Regions from separate parts of the Mus musculus genome. Here region 1 is linked to region 2. A link is a contact called in public promoter capture Hi-C data. All regions are on one chromosome and are shown on one strand. The core of a region is the stretch at or near the end of the contact, and the rest is flanking DNA. Distances in the headings are between cores, read along the strand shown. Region 1 overlaps Cecr2 (CECR2, histone acetyl-lysine reader). Region 2 overlaps Kdm5a (lysine (K)-specific demethylase 5A).

The links. Capture Hi-C pulls out chosen DNA fragments and counts their contacts.
Region 1: a promoter capture Hi-C map of liver shows a contact between it and region 2. The contact joins two enhancer-like sites. A contact is called at or near these places in 16 of 484 Hi-C or Micro-C datasets (3T3-L1-derived adipocytes, CD4 T cells, cardiomyocytes and 10 more), 2 of 115 datasets of contacts at active chromatin or transcription factors (astrocytes and bone marrow-derived dendritic cells) and 2 of 9 other capture datasets (liver and pancreatic islet).

The regions. Positions count from the first base shown.
Region 1 is chr6:120,732,159-120,739,001 of GRCm38.p6, reverse strand. Cecr2 (CECR2, histone acetyl-lysine reader) reads right to left here. Exons shown (of 19, transcript NM_001368706.1): 4 at 5,132-5,271; 5 at 4,340-4,444; 6 at 1,854-1,903; 7 at 677-846. Among named protein-coding and RNA genes, the nearest start is that of Slc25a18, 38 kb to the left of the region's middle. Within about 2 kb of position 4,156, at least 1 of the 459 cell types and tissues checked has an H3K27ac peak or open chromatin away from gene starts, as enhancers often do. A contact at or near this core is called in liver, where this site is marked.
Region 2 is chr6:120,442,116-120,449,370 of GRCm38.p6, reverse strand. Kdm5a (lysine (K)-specific demethylase 5A) reads right to left here. Exons shown (of 28, transcript NM_145997.2): 28 at 4,797-7,255. Among named protein-coding and RNA genes, the nearest start is that of Il17ra, 17 kb to the left of the region's middle. Within about 2 kb of position 5,555, at least 16 of the 459 cell types and tissues checked have an H3K27ac peak or open chromatin away from gene starts, as enhancers often do. A contact at or near this core is called in liver, where this site is marked.

The DNA.
Region 1 (6,843 bases), core at 2,907-5,406, 290 kb before region 2:
ACAAAATGTGTGTGTATGTGTGGGGGGATTGACACAGACAAAGATAGAGTGCACATGAGTGTAAGTACTCACAGAGTTCAGTATGAGCCTAGAGCTCGAACTACAAATAGTTTTGAGTCACCAAACATGGGTGCTGGGAACTGAATTGAATTTGGGTTCTCTGCAAAAGCAACATGCATGCACTTCTAACCCCCGAGCCACAATTTTGAATAACATCCAAAACATGAAAAGGGGGGCACAAAGTTATTTACTTGAAAATGTCATGTATAGGGTGTATGTAGACTGAAATATAGTTCGTAAAGTTTACACTCAGGTCAGAGAAACTACAAAACAGCTCAGGTGTAGTCAGGTGAGGAACTTTCACAGGTCTATAGGGACAAATGTTCAAAGGCTGACATTGTGAGGGCGAAATAGGTTAATTCCTAAAACGATCATTTTTCTTGGAGTGTGGGAGAGAGCAAACTTGGGCCAAGTTTTCTAGTAAAAGTAATAGGAAAACAAGAAAGCTGGTTCCAGTTTGCAAAAAGCCATTGTAAAGACTGCAGGCATTAGCCATGGACTTAGAAACATCATAAATGACACCAGGATAGGGAAAGCAGGTCCACACAGCTCCTACATTAACACCCAGTCCTATCAGGAAGGAACAGCATGGGCCTGAGCAGTAGGCAGGACCTACCTTCTGGGCAATCATGTTGCAAATTTCAGGCAGGAAGTCCTCGCTAAGGAGCTTGTAGAGTTGCCGCTCTCGGAGAGAGGTCCGCTCTCGGAAGCTCTCAGTGACCTGTCTCCATTCTTCTTCTGTTTGACACAGGAGCCACCAAGTACCTTGGCCTGGCCCTCGGGATCCTACAGAAAATGGATGGATTCACTAAAATAGAGCCTACACTAGACTTTTGTTCCTATTACCCTGGGTCATGACTCAAACAGAGGAATCATAAAAAAGGAGCTGCTAATCTTCTCAAGTCTGATAGCACGCTCTTTTCTTTCATAGAATAGGACCTCAATATGTTGCCTATGAAAGTGTTGAACTCCAGAGACTAAGTAAACCTCCTGCCTCAGCCCCAAAAGCATTGGGATTACAAGCACTTCACCCAGTGTCTAGAAAATAATATATACTTTTTTTTTGGGGGGGTGGGGTCTCATTATAGACTAGACTGGCCTTAAACTTGCCTACCTCTGCCTCAAAGTGCTGTGATTATTATACTTTTAGTTTTCCTATTATTATCATTGTTTGTAACCAGACAAATGCCTAGCAAAAACAAACAAGGAAAAACCCAAAACAACAACAAAACCCCTCTTATTGTGATTTAAAGAAAAATTTAACATTCTAGAAATGGTTAAAAATATATTATTTTTCTAGAAAAATGGTTTTGAAACTGAGATTGTGTACAAATTGGCTATTTCCTTCCAAATTTAAAACTTTTGGATACAGAATTAAGATCTAATCAAGGTGAGGTGTGGCATATTCCTTTAATCGCAGCACTTGGAAGGCAAAGGCAGGTGTCAAGCTGGTCTATAGAGTCAGTTCGAAGAAAGCCAGGGCTACACACAGAGAAACCTTGACTCAAAAAACTAAAATCTAATAATGCATTTATGTGTGTATGTATATACAAACATGCATGCATTCAATCCTTTCCAGGTCCCTAACTGCTTGTCTACGCAAATGTCTGTGGCATATACTGTGGCAGGTGACAGAACAGAACTAGTTCTCATCTTAAGTGTCTGAGATGGATGGCAGGGGAAAGGATGAAACAGGGAGCAACAAGCTGGAGGCAGTTGGAATCATCCTAATACAATGTATGACTGTAATATATGTATGAATCATGCTGAGAGACAGCAACAAATATCATTACCATTTCTTGTCTGTAGGTCAGATGTCAAGGAGTTTTCTTCCTGCTTTTCACTGAAAAACAAGAAAAAAGAGAAAATAATTAAAACACTCACATGCCCAAATTGTTTGTCTTTCTTGCAGGTGTGGATCCAGTAAACATAATGGTGGCTAGGACTGGAGTCTGTCAGAGTTCAAAGTTAGGAAGAATAATTCTAAAGAGAAATAAAACTAGAATGGATGGTGGGCTTGCTGCAGAGAACGGGAGTGCTGAGAGCCAAGTATCAAGGTTATGGTAGCACCACAATGAAAAGGGAAATGACAGTTGCGATTCTGGTGCTCTCTCGCTGTGGTTCTGGGCTACACTAGAAAGGAAGCTTACAGTTACACCCTTAGGAAGATGGACTATGAAACTGAACTGCCTCTGCTCAAGACTGTCACTTGCCAGTAGAGGGTAGTATAAGCCCATGTGTACCAATACAATGGTACAATGGTTCTATATCCCCAACATTAAGATAGGTATAAAACAGATTTCTGACTATAGAAGAATGTGTGGACTTCTCAGGAAATCCTTAAACAAATGCTCAATATATAGATCACAAGTGAGTACAGACACTTTCCAAAAGGAAGAAGGACCAGGCAGTTGTAATCTTAAATTTAACAGATCTTACATACTAGCCTAGCCATGTGATTTCTAAGAATTCTTCCCATTACCACCTTCTTGTTATTACAACCTTGCTATGTAGTTCAGGCTAGTCTGGAACTTAGGATCCTCCTGCCTTTGCCCCTCAAAGGACCTCCTTTCCCTCAGTCTCTCCTCCATTTTTGTCCCTGCAGTTCTTTTTGACAGGAATAATTAGCTGATCCGAGGCAGTTATATATACATATACAGCAGAGGACTGCCTGGTCTGGCCTCAATGAGAGATGATGTGCCTAACCTAGCTGGAGAGACTTGAGGCCCTAGGGGGTGGGGAGGCCTGGCAGAAGGGTGGAGGTGGCGGTGAGGTGCGGGTGGAGGCATTTTGTTGGAGACAGGGTGGAGGAGAAATGGGATGATGAGCTGTGTGTGTGTGGGGTGGGGGGGCAGAAAAAAAGAAAGAAAAAGAAAGAAAGAATGTAGGCTGGGGAGCTCCAGAGAACCTGGGGTCAGTTCCCAGCACCCACATAGGATAGCTCACAACTGTCTGTAACTCAAGGTCCAGTGGATACAACTCCCTCACACAGACATACATAAAAGACAAACACTAAATATGTACAAAAGAATAAGCAGATAAACTTTTTTTTTTTTTTTTTTGGTTTTTCGGTGTAGCCCTGGCTGTCCTGGAACTCATTTTGTAGACCAGGTTGGCCTCGAACTCAGAAATCCGCCTGCCTCTGCCTCCTGAGTGCTGGGATTAAAGGCACGTGCCACCACGCACCCCCGGCTACTTTTTTTTTTTTAAAAAGAAAGAAAACAGCTGGTCAAGCCACGTGAAGCAAGGCAGTAAGCAGCATGCCTCTATGGCATCTGCATCAGCTCCTGCCTTCAGGTTCCTGCACTGTTTGAGGTTCTGTCCTGACTTCCTTCAATGAACTGTGGCATCAAAGTGTAAGCCAAATGAACCCTTCTCTCCCCAATTTGCTTTTTGGTTATGTTGTTTCATCACGACAAGAGAAACGCTAAGATGGCCAGGTACCCAGGCACGGTGGTGCACATGTAATCGAAGTGTTAGGAAAGACAACCATGATCAAGGAGGACACCAACATCAAGTTCTGACCTCCACATGTCCACGCAACCTCATACTCACACAAAAATAGTAGACCTCCCTAAAAAGTAATGACATATAAAATATTTTATATATATTTTGTCATTGTGAATGTACATGTTCAAGCACCTTCTTTACTACAGTGGAAGAACTAAGCCAGATGGTGATGGCATACACCTTTAATCCCAGTACTAAGGAGACAGAGGTAGGTGCTTCAAGGCCAGCCTGGTCAACAGAACAAGTACCAGGATAGCCAGGGCAATAGAGATAGACACTGACGTTTAAAACAAAACAAAACCAAAAAACCAAAAACAAATACCCCACCTAAATCTGTAACCCAAATCCTTGTATATTCTATCAATTCACTATATCCATAGCTCACAAGTAACCCCAGAACAAATTTACCCCATTTTCTAGTGGTATAACACATTTTGAAATATACACTAAAAGGAATGTTTATCAAATACTATGGGTCAAGCACAGCCTTCATCTTCTTGTATTGCCATGTACTGTCCTGTGCAGTTTAATACTCACCAAATGAACAACTATCATCCAAATAAAGTAAGAGGCTCAAGCAGATAACCTGATAGATAGAGGTCATACAAACAGGGCTGCTTGATAATTTCATGTGGACTCTGACTCAGGTCTCTGTAAGCTATGACCTATGTCCTCTCTATGCACAAGTAAAAATAATAAAGATGAGGGGAAACTAAGGTACCTTCTAGTATGAGAGAGTCTATGAAAATGGAGCAATGAGATTTCTTACCTGGATATAATCTCCTCCTGTAGCTTTTTTCGCTTTGGAGGCCTTCCTCTTCTTTTGCCTGTTTTTCCAGGAACATTTGAGACATTTTTTTGCCTTTCACTTTCCCTAAGAAACAGTATCATTAAATAGAAATGTTCTGGCATAGTACTAACAACTAATATCATTTCTGCTATTAGTAATTACAGTGTTTTCTGCCATAAGGATATAAAAATGGATTATGCAAAATAGAAGAAACGGGGAATAGAGTGACTTCTCTTCCATAAGAATTTATGTGGAATCAGAGAAAACTGACATTTATTAAAAACAACCTAACACCTTCCTAGCAACAAATGGTGTTCATAACAGTAAGGAAGTCGCAATAAAGCCAGAGCATCACTCGCTCACGAGGCCACAGGAAGGAGGCCACCGCTTATGTACGAGGCACTTTGAAGGCCTTACTTTGCATCATACTAAGATTCTGCCATGGGATTATGGACCGTTGAGGCAGATTAATAATCCTAACAGGAAAAAGTACTCAAAGCTACTGTATTCAATAGTCTGTGGAACTGAAAAGGTTCTTATCTGGAATTTCTCCATGTTCCAATCATAGTATTTTTCACCAGTCTTGTGGCAGAGGCTATAGAGTAATTCCTTTGTATTTTTAGTAAAAAACTCTTTGCTATTGTATTTCAGGCATGCCAATACAATTAATTATGTCATTGAAAAAAAAAAGTGCTGTATGGTTCTGATATACTAACTTTCATAGCATTTTTAACAGAGCAGTTATCACAGCCCCGACATTAGAGACAGTACCTGCACAAGGAGAGTTCTCCATTGGACCTTCCTTGTACTGGGTCTTCTTTGTACATTCGTGTCCCATAGAAGTACCAGTAGAGTGCACCTGAATTGTCTTCACCCAGAGGTTCAACTCTGAGACTGTCTGCATCCAGACCCTATGCAAAAGGAGAAAGCCAATTTGGGAAGAAAAAAAAAGGGGGGAGGGGAGAGTAACAAAAAACAGGTGGAAAATAAACAGTCAACTCAAAACTTATACTCAGATACATATCGTATTTTAAAATGGCAATGTGCTTTATGTTTCAGGCAGATGAAATTCAGAGAGGCCTCTTTGATGAACAAGATGAAGAAATTACAAATGTTCCCCCCTATACCCAACCATGGCTTCCACAGCTGGCTCACACAGAAAGAGGAATCAAAAGAATTCTAAGACTATTTGGTTTAGGATTGCTACCTTATGTGTACTCGTGTGAAAGGAAGGACAATAACACCAAGGACAATCAGAACTTTCAATACAGTTCTCTCACAGAACAGCCTTATACTCTCAATTCTCCTGCCTCAGCCTCCCAAGTGCTGGTATTACAGAGGCTGAACAAGCTTGAACCCCTATCAAATTTCCAACCAGATCAACCAGACAGATGTTCTGAAGGCTTTGCTTCATGTAGTTTTGTACTAAACCTTTGCCATATGTATGTATGTACGTATGTATGTACGTGCATGTTATGTTTATGTTTGGGTGCCCAAGGAGGACAAACAGGGCATTGGATCTCATGAAGCTGGAATTACAAGCAATTGTGAGCTGCCCAATGTAGGTGCAAGAGAACTGAAACTGGGTCTTCTGGAAGACCAGTAAGGACTCTGAACCACTGAGCCATCTTTCCAACCAATACAGCACCTTATTTTTTCCAGCTGAGATCCAGCAAAACAATTCCCAGAGCACTTCCAGGCCATATGGGTCTGTGCTGGCCTTCCCACTGTTACTGCAAGTACTCAGCAGAGACTGCACTAAATTATACGACTGTTATGTGACTGTTACATTTGGATTAGAAACTACCTCCTGCAGGGCATGGTGGCGCATGCCTTTAATCCCAGCACTCGGGAGGCAAAGGCAGGCGGATTTCTGAGTTCGAGGCCAGCCTGGTCTACAAAGTGAGTTCCAGGACAGCCAGGGCTACACAGAGAAACCCTGTCTCGAAAAACCAAAAAAAAAAAAAAAATAAAAAATAAAAAATAAAAGTAGACAATTCTTGGGGCTAGAAAGAAACTACTTCCCACACTGAGTAGTGGCAACACCTTTACTCCCAGTGCTTGGGAGGCAGAGGAAGATGGAGAGTTTAAGAAAAACCCTATCACAAAACAACAACAAAACTGACTTCACTATTTGTGAAAGCATTATTCTACCTCCTTTCCCATTACATATATAAATAGGTAACAATAATATATATTTCTAAAATTGGTAACATCAATAGAGCAAGGAGGACAGAAGAATATCTTTCTCCAATGTTTTGTTTTTAAATTGGAATGTGTATAAAAAATATAGTTTCAAGTCTCTGGAGTTTGTTAATTACAGAAAAAAAATTCACTATTGTTTGTTGTGGGAAATATTAAAAAATGAACGTGCCAACTCTCAGCGGGGCCAGGCCATGCTCCTGCACTCCTGCTGCCACCAACAACTCTCTAGAGCTAGCCCCTGTGCAAGGTGATCTCACTCACGCAGTCTCTTGGCCCGC
Region 2 (7,255 bases), core at 4,306-6,805:
TGTAAACTTTATATGCCCCAGTACAGAGGAACACCAGGGCCAAGAAGTGGGAGTGGGTGGGTAGGGGAGCAGGGTGGGAGGAGGGTATAGGGAACTTTCGGGATAGCATTTGAAATGTAAAAAAATTTAAAAAAAAAGTTAAAAAAAAAACCCTGTCTCAAAATAAAGCAAGCTCAAAGTTCAAAATCTCTTTTAAGACTCAAAGCAATATCTCTTAATTAATCTCTCTTGTGACCCCTTGTAAAATCAAAAAGCAAATTACATCCGGGCATGGTGGCACACGCCTTTAGTCCCAGCACTTGGGAGGCAGAGGCAGGCAGATTTCTGAGTTCGAGGCCAACCTGGTCTACAAAGTGAGTTCCAGGACAGCCAGGGCTATACAGAAAAACCCTGTCTCGAAAAACAAAAAAACAAAAAAAAACAAAAGCAAATTACATACTTCCAACTAATACTGGCACACATATTGATTACTATTCCAATAGAAAGAATACATGACACCAAAGAAAGACTAAAAACCAGTAGGGAAGACTTCAAACCCTGTCACTCCCTGTCTGAAGTCTAAGAGCTTAGAGGTCTCTCAACATACTCTTTTTTGGACTACTTCCATTTCCTACAAGCAGCTCTCCTTGACAGGTATTCCGGCTCTTCATCTCTAACATCTTGGAATCTCCAACACAATTCAAGCTTCTCTTTCACAGAGTCCCACAGTAGTCTTTCTGGGTCTTCCATGCAGAGAGGGACCACCCTGCCGTGTCCTTGGTCTGTCTTAGTGGGGGTCACTAGTTCTCTGGTGAAACAGCATGACAGGAGCAACTTGGGATGGAGAAGATCTATCTGATTTATACTTCCATATTGCTGCTCTTCATCGAAGGAAGTCAGGATAAAAACCCAAACAAGCAGGAATTGGACAGAGGCACTGATGGTGGAGGCCATGAAGGGATGCTGCTTACTGGCTTGTTCCACATGGCTTGCTCAGCCTGCTTTCTTATAGAATCCTGGACTGTTTTCCTCAGGGTTGGCACCACCCACAGTGAGCTAGCCCTCAACCATTGATCACTAAAATGCCTTAGAGCTGGATTTCATGGAGACATTTTTCTCAACTAAGTCTCTTTCCTCCGATGATTCTTACTCATGTCGTTGACACACAAAACCAGCCAGTACATCCAGTTAGCCACAGGTGCTGGTGTGACTATTTATGGATGAAAGAAGAGATATCTTTATGGTAATTGAGTTTCTTGTCTTGATTGGTGCAGTGGTTACACAAAAACACATGTGTAATGGCGTGTGTCAAAGGCGCACACACATACCTGCATTGCTTTCTTGGTTTTTATATTGTATGTAATCACTGGAGGAATTGGGTCTATACTTCCTTCTTCCTTTTTTTTTTTTTTTAAGTTTTATTATATGTGAGTACACTGTAGCTGTCTTCAGACACACCAGAATAGGGCATCAGATCTAGTTACGGATGGTTGTGAGCCACCCACTTGGTTGCTGGGATTTGAACTCAAGACCTTTGGAACAGCAGTCAGCGCTCTTAACTGCTGAGCTGTCTCTCCAGCCTCCGGGTCTATACTTCTTAACTCTGTGCCTTTGTGTAAGGTTCATTTTTTTTTATTTATGTGTATTGTGTGTATCAATGTATATGTATGCTATATGTGTACATGTGTAGGTGCCTACAGAGCCCAAAAGGTTTCAAATCTCCTAGAACTGGAGTTTCAGTTAGCTGTGAGCCACCTAACCTGGATGCTGGCTGGGAACTGACTTGGATCCTCTGAAAGAGCAGCCAGTGCTCTTAGCCACTGAGCCATCTCTTCAGCCTCAATAGTGCATTTTTAGTTTTCGTGGCCTCTATAAAGTCTATAAACCAGGCTGGCCTCAAACTCAGAGATCCCCCTTCTTCTACCTTCTGAGTAGTGGGATTAAAGGTGTATATCTGAATCTTTGAGTTTAGTTTTTCCCATAAGGCTTTAACTTTTTTTTTTTTTGGCTGTTTTTTTTCTTTTCTCTTCTCTCTCCCTCCCTTTCTTCCTTTCTTTCTATGATTTATTTATTTATTGTATGTATGTGAGTACTAAGCACACTGTCACTGTCTTCAGACACACCAGAAGAGGGCATCTGATCCCGTTATAGATGGTTGTGAGCCACCATGTGGTTGCTGGGAATTGAACTCAGGACCTCTGGAAGAGCAGTCAGTGCTCTTAACCACTGAGCCATCTCTTACCTACTCTTTTTTTTTTTTTTAAATATTTATTTATTATATGTAAGTACACTGCAGCTGTCTTCAGACACACCAGTCAGATCTCCTTAAGGATGGTTGTGAGCCACCATGTGGTTGCTGGGACTTGAACTCAGGACCTTCAGAAGAGCAGTCGGGTGCTCATACCCGCTGAGCCATCTCACCAGCCCCCTCTTACCTACTCTTTATACTATTCTCCCTTTTCTTTCTCTCTCCCCCTCTTCTTCCTTCCTCTCTGTCTCCTGTCACTTACACATACATAATAATAAGATCTAGACATTTAAAAAAATGAAATATAACTCTTATTTCCAAGACAATAATCAGAAGAAAGGAAAAGGAAAGCTCCGCTAATAATATAATAAAATCTTAAATACTTATGAATCTAAACATAAGGGCTGGACAGATGGCTCCTCAGTTAAGAGCACTGACTGCTCTTCCAAAGGTCACGAGTTCAATTTCCAGCAACCATGTGGTTGCTGGTTTATACTCATGTGTAATGTGATCCAAAGCCCTCTTCAGATGTGTCTGAAGACAATTCATATACATTTAATAAATAAATAAATCTTTAAAACAAACTAAAAAGAATTGCAGTTTAAGAAATGTTAAGCTGAAGAGATGGCTCAGTAGTTAAGAGCACTGACTGCTCTTCCAAGAGGTCAAGGTCATGAGTTCAATTCCCAGCAACTACAGTAAACTCATATACATAAACTTAGTAAATCTTTTTAAAGAGTAGGGAAGAGAGTGATATAGAGTAGGAAGAGTGAGAGATAGGGAGAGAGAAGAAAGTGGGGAGGGAGAGAGAGAAAATGTACATGGAGAAGTCACAGAATAACTCTTTAGAATTGGTTCTCTCCTGTAGGTTCCAGGGCTCAAAGGAAGCTCTTCAGACTTTTGTGGCCTTTTAGCCACTGGTCCATCTATTTGGCTCCACTGCATGTTTTCTTGGGATAAGGCTTTGCCTTAAATATGTAGCTGGGGAGGGGGGGGTTGCGGTCTTAAATGCTTGTTTTTCCTGCCATTCCCTCTTGAGTACTGGCATCATAAGTGCACACGTTATAATATAATATAATATAGTATAGTATAGTATAGTATAATATAACATACAACTCTATGTTGATACTGTTACACATAACTGATAGGCAATACGGCAAGCATACTGAACACACACACTTGAGAGGTTGTGTTTGCACTACAAGTTTTGAAATGACTGTATGTAGAGATGCAGGGAGTTGCAAGCACAGGCCAATAGTCAGAGAGTAAACAACACACCATATGTACTTAAGAAATGTAGTCAAGAGGGGAATAATCTAGAGAAAGCTGCCATATCTCACAGTGGTTAACTCAGGACCGAACAGAGATGTAATATAAAGAATAAAGCTATCAAAGTATTAAGCCATTGGGGAAGTCCTTTTATATCATGTAATGCCAAAGCTCATTGTAAGCATGTCAAAAAAATAAATCAAAACAAAACTCAGGATCCATAAAATTTAAAAAGTTGGTTATCATAAAAGTTAAAGCAGACATTATAAATAAGGTTGAAAGACTAATAAAAAGGGGCTCAAAATTTGAAACACAAAATAAAGAATGCTTACAACATGCATAGCTCTTAAAAATCAAGAATTCAGGCAGGCAGTGGTGGCACACACCTTTAATCCCAGCACTTGGGAGGCAGAGGCAGGCGGATTTCTGAGTTCGAGGCCAACCTGGTCTACAGAGTGAGTTCCAGGACAGCCAGGGCTACACAGAGAAACCTTGTCTTAAAAATCCAAAATAAATAAATAATCAAGAATTCACATAATGCAAATGATACAGCCTTTAAAAAGCGATAAAATCAGTATTTATGGTTACATACCAATGTTCTCAATAAACTAAAAGGCAAGGTACAAGGCAGTACAGTGAGTGAGATTCCTTAATAAAGATGTACATATTTGCTTAGATAAATATAATGAGTGGCCTCAAAATAGTTAAGCCAGGCAGTGGTGGCACAAGCTTTTAATACCAGTGCTCAGGAGTTCGAGGCCAGCCTGGTCTACAGCGTAAGTTCCAGGACAGCTGGAGCTAACACTGAGAAACCCTGTCTCGAAAAACCAAAACCAATGATCAACCAATCTACCAATTGTTTGTATTGTAACAAAACAATTACAATAAAAACATTAAATCTTGCTAGTGGTCCTTTTGTGTGGAAAATTATTTTTAGTTATTGTAGCTCAAAAGTAAATGACCCACAAGGAGTTAAATAGCATCTTTAAGCATATAAGCTTGAAAATAGATGTTCAGCCAGGCGGTGATGGCGCACGCTTTTAATCCCAGCACTTGGGAAGCAGAGGCAGGCGGATTTCTGAGTTTGAGACCAGCCTGGTTCACAGAGTTCCAGGACAGCCAGGGCTACACAGAGAAACCCTGTCTTGGAAAAAAAAGAAGAGAGTTACTTCTCTCTATTTACAACACACACACATACCCTTTCTAAGCAGTGCTAACAGGATAACCACACCAATAATCAAATCATTCTTTCAGCCTAGCTCTTCATTTTATAGACAGCAAGTAAAAAAACAGCTTTGGCCCTGGTTAAAAGTGGCTCCTGTTTATTGGCTATTTTTCCTCAGGATTTTCAGTACTCATTCTAGAATTTACATTTACTTGGTAACCATTTGAAATCACCACCAATACAAATAATGGGATTGGCTGAGAGTTGGGTGGGGAATCTTGAGCACAGACATAATGGCAAACAATGTAGTAAAATTAGCTACAGTTCAGACAAAAACAAAAAACAAAAAACCAGATGCTCAAACATCATGAAATCAAGTTACAATTTCTGTAAGGCACAACTGTGGAGTAATTTTAATTCAGAACATGGCTGCTCTGCCAAGAGATCACATCCAAAGACCTTCTAGGTCTCTGTGATCTGGCTGGAATACAGACATGCCTTTAATCCCAGAGACATAGACAAACAGATCTCTGGATTCAAGGCCAGCCTGGTACACAGCAAACTTCAGGTAACAAGAAGCTCAAGTCCAGACGTGGGGGTACACACTCTTAATCCCAGCCCTCAGGAGAGAGAGGCATGCAGATTTCTCAGTGCTAGTTAGTTCTCTTTAGTCATTTCGGTTGAGTCAGTTCAAAGGCAGGCAGTGGAGCTGAGTTCGTGGAATTCAGAGGCAGTTTACTGGGAGAGTTAATTTTACAGAGACAGGTGAAGACAGAATGAGCCAGAGAATGAAAAGGAGCCAGAAGTTTGGAACAGATTGCTAGAGTTAGCAGAGCAATTCAAGCAGAGCAGAGAGTAAAGCCAGAGTTCACAAAGAGCTAGAAAGGGCAAGCACAAAGTCTCGGAGGTGAATATATTCTAAGCTTAGGTTAGCAGAGGGAGGCAGTAAGCCTGAGAACAATTAAGCCAGACGACTAAAAGTTACTCTTACACACAACCAAAAACCCTGGTAAAATTTAATGAACATGTAAGGGAATCATCAACCGGGGGAGGTTCAAGTTCTTAAAATATATTCCTGTTTAGACAGACATATCATTGTATAAGATGTTGTGTCCCTTCCCGGTGCACATCCTATGCCGCACAGCGGTGAGTGGATCCCGGCCAAGAGAATACTCCAGTCTCAGACATCAAAGTCCATTCTTTCCCTCTTGTGCTATAAATACCACGTAGTAAATCCATATTCAAAGTAACGGTGTGGTTTGATTTAAAGGGACAGGATGTCTGAAAGGTACTGTGCTCAAGGACCTACGCTAAAAGCAACATTCTACACACATAAAGCGAATTCACATTTGAAACTTCATAAATGAAACTTCATTGGACTTGGTTTAGGGTTATTTGGGACTTAAACAACTTAAAATCTTTACACCTTGCAATTTTCAAAACCCACTCCAAATTGTTACTTTCTCCCAAAAGTATTCTGATGTAACCTTTTGAAAGGCAGGGTCTCTCTGTAGCTTTGGCTGCTCTTGAACAAGTTCTGTATACCAGACAGGCCTCGAACTCAAGAAAGATCCTCCTGCCTCTGGCTCCTGAGTGCTGGAAATAAAGGTGTGCTTCATAACTGCTTGGCAAAAGGCAGGCTTTATTTTTCCATTATTTCTATTTTAATGGCTGACAGGCAGTTTCTTTTCCTTTTTTTTTTTTTTTTTTGGTGACAAGTTCTATTATGCAGCTCTGGCTGTCTTAGAACACACTATATAGACCAATCTGCCTATGTCTCCCGAGTGCCAGGATTAAGTATATACTACCATGCCCAGCTGACAAGCAGTTTCTTTATATTCACTGAACTGTGTCCAGCAAACTAAGAAAAACAAATTGACATTTCTTGGACCCTGTTGAGGACCAAAGGCGGAGCTGGAAAGGAAGGGAAGGACTTGTGAAATCACATCCATCTCTCAGATCTGGCAGTGTCTGCCATGTTCCTCAGGTCATGGGCAATCACAGATTGAATGTTTGCCTCCCAGTTCTTCTAAGTATGCCACACTGTAATTCATAATCTCACTGCGGCTCAAGTCAGAGTCAGCCAGGCAGAGCTGGTTCACAGCAGCCACTGCTCATGGTTTCTGCAGCAATAACAGGAGGTGAAACAAACATCTGCCTCTTCTCCAACAACTAGGGACCTGTAACGACTGCTACCTTGTATTTCTGTAGAGTTCTAAATGACCTACTACCTTTTCTTTTCTTTCTTATTATGTAGCCCTGGCTAGTGTAGAACTCACTGGACTTAAATCTTCTGCCTCTGACTCCCAAGTGCTAGGACTTAGTGTGTGTGCCAAAACACCAGGCAGACTTCCAACTTTTTTCATTCCGTTACCTTTGTTAAAGTATAATGAAGGCAGTGAGAAATAGCTTAAAAAATATTAAACACTTAATAACGAAGAAGTGCAACTTTGAGGAGTCAGAAAGAAACATAAATCAAGTTTTAATACAAAATGTAAACAAACAGTACAGAAGAATGGAGTTACTTGCAATTCTTGTGAAACAAAGCTTTACATTAGAACATCTACTTTTCCTTAAATAGATGACTCTTTATT